Linked DNA regions of Sus scrofa: region 2 is linked to region 1. Evidence: chromatin contacts called from public Hi-C data. All regions are on one chromosome and are shown on one strand. Each heading gives the region's core, a stretch centred on a gene start, on an enhancer-like site or on the middle of the called end of the contact. The rest is flanking DNA. Distances are from core to core; before and after follow the strand shown. Region 1 has its middle 15 kb from the start of PROC. Region 2 overlaps BIN1 (bridging integrator 1).

What was found. A called contact is a pair of places that touch in the nucleus more often than the background predicts.
Region 2: a Hi-C map of embryonic fibroblasts shows a contact between it and region 1, with 2.0 times the contacts expected there. The contact joins two enhancer-like sites. A contact is called at or near these places in 2 of 47 Hi-C or Micro-C datasets (embryonic fibroblasts and epiblast stem cells) and 1 of 2 datasets of contacts at active chromatin or transcription factors (skeletal muscle).

What each region holds. Positions count from the first base shown.
Region 1 is chr15:25,066,198-25,068,897 of Sscrofa11.1, reverse strand. No RefSeq gene overlaps it. Among named protein-coding and RNA genes, the nearest start is that of PROC, 15 kb to the right of the region's middle. Within about 2 kb of position 1,302, at least 63 of the 83 cell types and tissues checked have an H3K27ac peak or open chromatin away from gene starts, as enhancers often do. A contact at or near this core is called in embryonic fibroblasts and skeletal muscle, where this site is marked.
Region 2 is chr15:25,363,646-25,366,345 of Sscrofa11.1, reverse strand. It overlaps BIN1 (bridging integrator 1), which reads right to left. Exons shown (of 14, transcript NM_001097440.1): 7 at 502-587; 8 at 278-353. Among named protein-coding and RNA genes, the nearest start is that of BIN1, 36 kb to the right of the region's middle. Within about 2 kb of position 1,320, at least 32 of the 83 cell types and tissues checked have an H3K27ac peak or open chromatin away from gene starts, as enhancers often do. A contact at or near this core is called in embryonic fibroblasts and skeletal muscle, where this site is marked.

The DNA.
Region 1 (2,700 bases), core at 53-2,552:
GACTTCCTTGAAACTTTATGAGAGGACTAGCTGGTTAATGGGTAACCGGGAGCAACACCCACGCAGCTGGGAGTATGTGGCCCCATGGGGGACCTTGCGACACCGCAGAGTACAGGGGTTCCAGAAATGGGGAGGAACAAAACCTTGCCACGCAGCAGAGTACAGGGGTTCCAGAAATGGGGAGGAACAAAACTCCCAGGCAGTACCGGGGAGCCCTCTGCCCCAGAGCCCGGCAAGTTCAGCCCTCACGGAGGGAGGCTGGGGGCGCCTGTGCTGAGGGCTCTCCTGCCGGTTGACAAACCCTGGGCTAGCTTAGCTGGGCTGGAATTATTGCCTGGGTCGGAATCCGCCTCAGGACAGAGTCTCCGGCCGCCACCACCCCAGAACGCACTGTCCACAGACTGAGTTGTCTCCTTAGCAGCAGGGCTGAGCGCCCTCCAGAATGCAGACAGCAAGCCTCCTGGGAAGGTACGGAGCTTGGAGTCTAGGCTCAAGGGGCCACACAACTGCCCAGCTCCGCACCTGGCGTGCAAATCAGCCATGGGCAATACAGAAACAAATTAGCACCACTGTTCCAATAAAAGTTTTCAAGGACACTGAAATGCGAATTTTGTATAATTTTCCTGATACGAAATAAATCATTTTTTTGGTATTTCTCAAACATTAAAAAATAAAATAAAAATAGAAACCATTTTTAGCTCCCAGGCTGAACAAATGACCCGCAGGCCATAGGTGGCAAACCCTGGGTTTGGAAAGGGCCCTCCCTCCCTCCGTCTACCCTCCCCCATGCCTCCCCCATCCTCCCCTCCCTGCCCCCTGTCGCCTCCCCGCGCCAGTCCCGGCTGCATCCCAGACGCGGCGGCCAGCGGTCGGGAGCGCTGACTCACAGGCTGACTCAGCTGCAGGCGCGCAGCCAGCACACGCCCGGGCGAGGCGGCGGGGCGCAGGGCGCCGGGCGGGCTCGGGGCTGGCGGGATGGCCGAGGGGCTGGCGGAGGTGGGGGTGTGACGGCGGCCGCGCGGGGCCTAAGGGGCTCGGACCACCGCGCACCCGCAGCCCTCGCAGCCCCGACCTCTGCGGAGCCGGGAGACCGGCGCTGCTGGCGTGATGCCTCGCCGGAGGATGGGCCGGGGCGCGGGGGATCGGAGTCCAGGAGGGAGACGTGGGTCCTTGGGAGCCGGTCCTCCGGAGAGCGGCTGGGCGCAGGCCTGGCTTTTCATACGCCCCTTGGGATTCCAGCCCCGCCCCCGCCCTCGCGCTCCTGTTCGAGCTGACCTTCTCCGGGAAGCCTTCCCCGGGGGCCTCCTCAGGGCCAGGTAGGGCCCGCCCCAGGGTTGCCTGAAGAACCTCCCTCCCGCGCCCTCCACGTGGCTCTGTTGCCGGTTTTGTGTCTGGTTTTTTCACTCAACTGAGAGTCCCTAGAGGGCAGCAACCACGTCTCAGTTGGCTCTGCATCCCTGGGACTTAAACGCAGCGCCAGAGGCAGAGTAGACCTGTATTCCAGTGACAGGTCTACTGCGGCTGTGGCAAAGGAAGGCAGCTATAGCTCCGATCCACCCCTAGCCTGGGAACTTCCACATGACGTGGGTGCGGCCCTAAAAAGCACAAGGCTAGAGGTCGAATCAGAGCTAAAGCTGCCAGCTTACACAAGAGCCACAGCAACACCGGATCCAAGCCGCGTCTGTGACCTACACGGCAGCTCATGGTAAGGCCGCATCCTTAGTCTACTGAGCAAGACTAAGGGTCCATCCTGCGTCTTCATGGATCCTAGTCAGGTTGGTTACCACTGAGCCAAGATGGGAATTCCCAATGTCCCTTTTAAAATAAGTATCATTAAAAAAAAAAAAAATGACATTTCTGTCCTACGGTACAGAGTCTCTTTTACCTCCTTCCATTTCCTTGCCTGCAGCCTTTAGGAAATCTTTCTTCTAGGTAGTGATCAAGCAGAATGTGGTCAAACATAAAATTCTTTGACTTGGAATTTTGCTGTTATTCAGCCCTCGTTACACTGATTCTGGCTGTCAGGTCAGCGTGATGGCATCAAGGGAACAACCCCTCAATAAAATCATCTGAGCACGGAATCCTTAGGGTCATAAAGCAGCAGGTTTTTAGATCATAAGAATTAGTGTCCAGCTCTCCAGAAATGTCCATGTGCTTTGTACCACCAGACTGGTTTTGGTAGCTCCTTTGCATCTGGTAATTCATTAGGTAAGATATCCTTGTTTAAAAATGTCCTTTCTTTTAAACATGTTGAAGCTCACTGGATATCATAAGTTAAACCTCTCTTTCGGGGAAAATAGTGTTAAAACACAGTGCTGTTTGAACTTATGAAATTACAAATAACTTCCAGTTTTAGAAAAGATATAATAAAATCCTACTTAAATTGGTTGTCCTTTTCTGGTGACATTTTGTTTTGTTTTGCATTTTCTTGAGCCACTCCTGCAGCATATGGAGGTTCCCAGGCTAGGGGTCTAATTGGAGCTGTAGCCATCTGCCTACGCCAGAGCCACAGCAACGCGGTATCCGAGTCACGTCTGCGACCCTCACCACAGCTCACGGCAATGCCAGATCCTTAACCCACTGAGCAAGGCCAGGGATCAAACCCGAAACCTCATGGTTCCTAGCCAGATTCGTTAACCACTGTGCCACAACAGGAACTCGTTTTGTTTTTCCGGCCATACCTGCTTCATATGGAAGTTC
Region 2 (2,700 bases), core at 71-2,570, 300 kb before region 1:
GAAACTGCCACCATTTTCTGCCAGCTCCCTGGGCCAAGGCGGCCTGCAAATGTTTACAGTTTGAGGGGAGCTGGCTATGCTCAGGTGGGAGAACAGAACTGGAGCAGGGAGAGGGCCGGGCTGCACCCCGGTGGCTAACACTCCCATGGGGCCCTGACACTGCTACTGGAGGGACCAGAGGGGGCCATGGTCACAGCGTGTCCACCTCCCGCAGGGGAGGATGCTGGGCCCACCGTACCTCTGACCCCGCCCCACAGGTGGGGCACCTGGGGCCTACCTTACTCATTTCCTTGTGGAAGTTCTCCTCCAAGCCCGCGATGCTCTGGAAAGTGTTGACATAGAAACCCACCCGGCTGTGGGAGGGACGGAGGGCAAGTGAGCTGCAGGCCAGCCCAGGGGAGCCACCAGCCCAGCAGGGCACAGCACCTCTGACCCCCAACCCCCCACCCAGCCCAGGAGGGTGCAGCCCCACCACGCAGGCGCAGCCTGCATGCAACTCACCTGTTCCACAGGGACGGCAGCTCCTCCTGCAGGTCCACATTCATCTCCTCAAACACCTTCTGGGCTTTGATGAGCTCTTCCTCGGCCTGGAGGGCAGGACAGGTCATTCCCCTCTGCCAGGCCTCTGTCCCAGCCAGCCCAGCTAGACCAGACCCCTGAGACCTGCTCCCCCCAGCACACTGGGACCAGGAATTTGGGCAAGACAGAGGCTGAACTGGACGTGGATGCCCAGGCGGACCTGCCCCTACAGCCCCTTGGGTCCCTGCAGCCAGGCCCACAGGGGTCATTCCAGGAAGAGGGGCAGAGAAGCCATGGCAAGGGGGCCCCATCTGGTACAGGTGGGCCAGGAAGGCGGGAGGGAGGACAGGACACTAGAAGGCACGAGACAAGGGGCAGACCCTAGATCCAGCCAAATGTGACCCCCTCGGCCTGTCAGCCCCGCTCTCTGCCCCTTGACACTTCCCTCCCCCTTTCCCAAGGCCACTCCTAATCTGCCTCACCCACTGGCCTGACCTCACCTTCCTGGGGTCCTTCTTCCCTCCCTGACCCTTTGTCCCTATGACCTGTCCCCACCAGACTGAGGCTGGAGGCAGCAGGTCTGGCACATGCAGGATGGGCAGAGAGAAGTTGGGAAGAGGGCACAGGTGCTGCCTACATGCCTGCCCAGGTGCCTTCCCCAGGGCACAGCAACCAGGAGGTGGCGCTAAGGCCCCACCTCAGAGCTGGAGAAAGTAGGGAGCTCCAGGAGCTAAGGCCAGGGTGGGGGTGAGTCACAGCCCCCGGCCCCAGGAAGAGCTCTGCTAGCTCATTCTGGAGGGTGCTGCTGGAAACAGTGACTCAGGGTGACTTGGATTCAGGGGCTGAGTCACAGCCCAGGAACGTGGCTGCCCCACCCGTGAGAGAAGCTCTCTCCACAGCCTCACGTTTTCAGGCCAACTGGCCAGAACAGCAAACTGCCAGATCACACCCAGCTGTCCGTCCAGCTTCGGCCCCAGATTCAGCCCTACTCAGGCTCTATCCCCGCTGTGGTGAGTTGGGGGGAGTGCTGGAGGAGGGGGCCACTGTGGCTCCTGACTACATTACCTCCAGGTTGCTAGAGTGAACACAAGCACCCTGCCTAAATATTAAGAATCTTCTTGGAGTTCTCTTCGTGGCTCAGTGCTTAATGAATCCGACTAGGAACCATGAGGTTGGGGGTTCGATCTCTGGCCTTGCTCAGTGGGTTAAGGATCTGGCATTGCCATGAGCTATGGTGTAGGTCGCAGACGAGGCTCGAATCTGGCGTTGCTGTGGCTCTGGCAGCTACAGCTCCGATTAGACCCCTAGGCTGGGAACATCCATATGCCATGGGTGTGGCCCTAAAAGGACAAAAAAGACAAAAAAAAAAAAAAAGAATCTTCTTAAAAATAGGAGAATAGGAAATAAAAGAAATGCCTCTAGGCATGCATGCCTCGGGCCACCCCTGGAATAGATCAGATTGAGAGCATCCTGCAGACCATGGGCCAGACCAGCCCTGCCTTAGTCCTCTGAGAACCCCAGTGCCTGAAGGGGGGCTACCACCCACCACAAAAGTGACCCTCACACTTCCAGCCCAGAGCTCCTCGCATGGCCATGTGTGATGCGTGCCTCCTGCCCAAGTGCCGATCAGCCAGTTCAAGTCCCAGGTCCTTGGGGACCACCTTGACCACCCTGGCTCCTGTACCTGCAGAAGCCACCTCACAAGGCTGGCCCTAACTCCCCAGTTGGACACCGTGGCCAAGATGATGAGGATGGCACAGCAGCTCGGAGCTGCGTGCCAAGATCTGCTCACACATCCCAGTGATACTGCAAAGGACAGCATCATTTTAAAGTTCCTAGAAGTCAGGGCCTATGTCTTTTATTCCCTCTGAGTCACATTTCTCCTATTCTGGCTCTTTCAGAAACACCTGGGGGAGCAGAAGTGGAGGGAGGCAGGTTAGGGGGACTGCAGCTCCCATGGAGAGCAGATCGGAAGCGGCCTGGGGGGACACCTGGGGCCGGCCGACTCGGGAACCCATAGCCCCAGGAGGCGGCACAGTCTCCCCAAAGTCACGTTGGCCAGCAGGGCAGCCCCAGGACCCCAAGTGCCCAGCTTCCTGCCAGCCAGCTTCCTGAAGACTGCCTAACCTGCAGAAGGAGGACAGGCTCAATAAAAACCAGTTCCAGGTGGGAAGGTCAGTC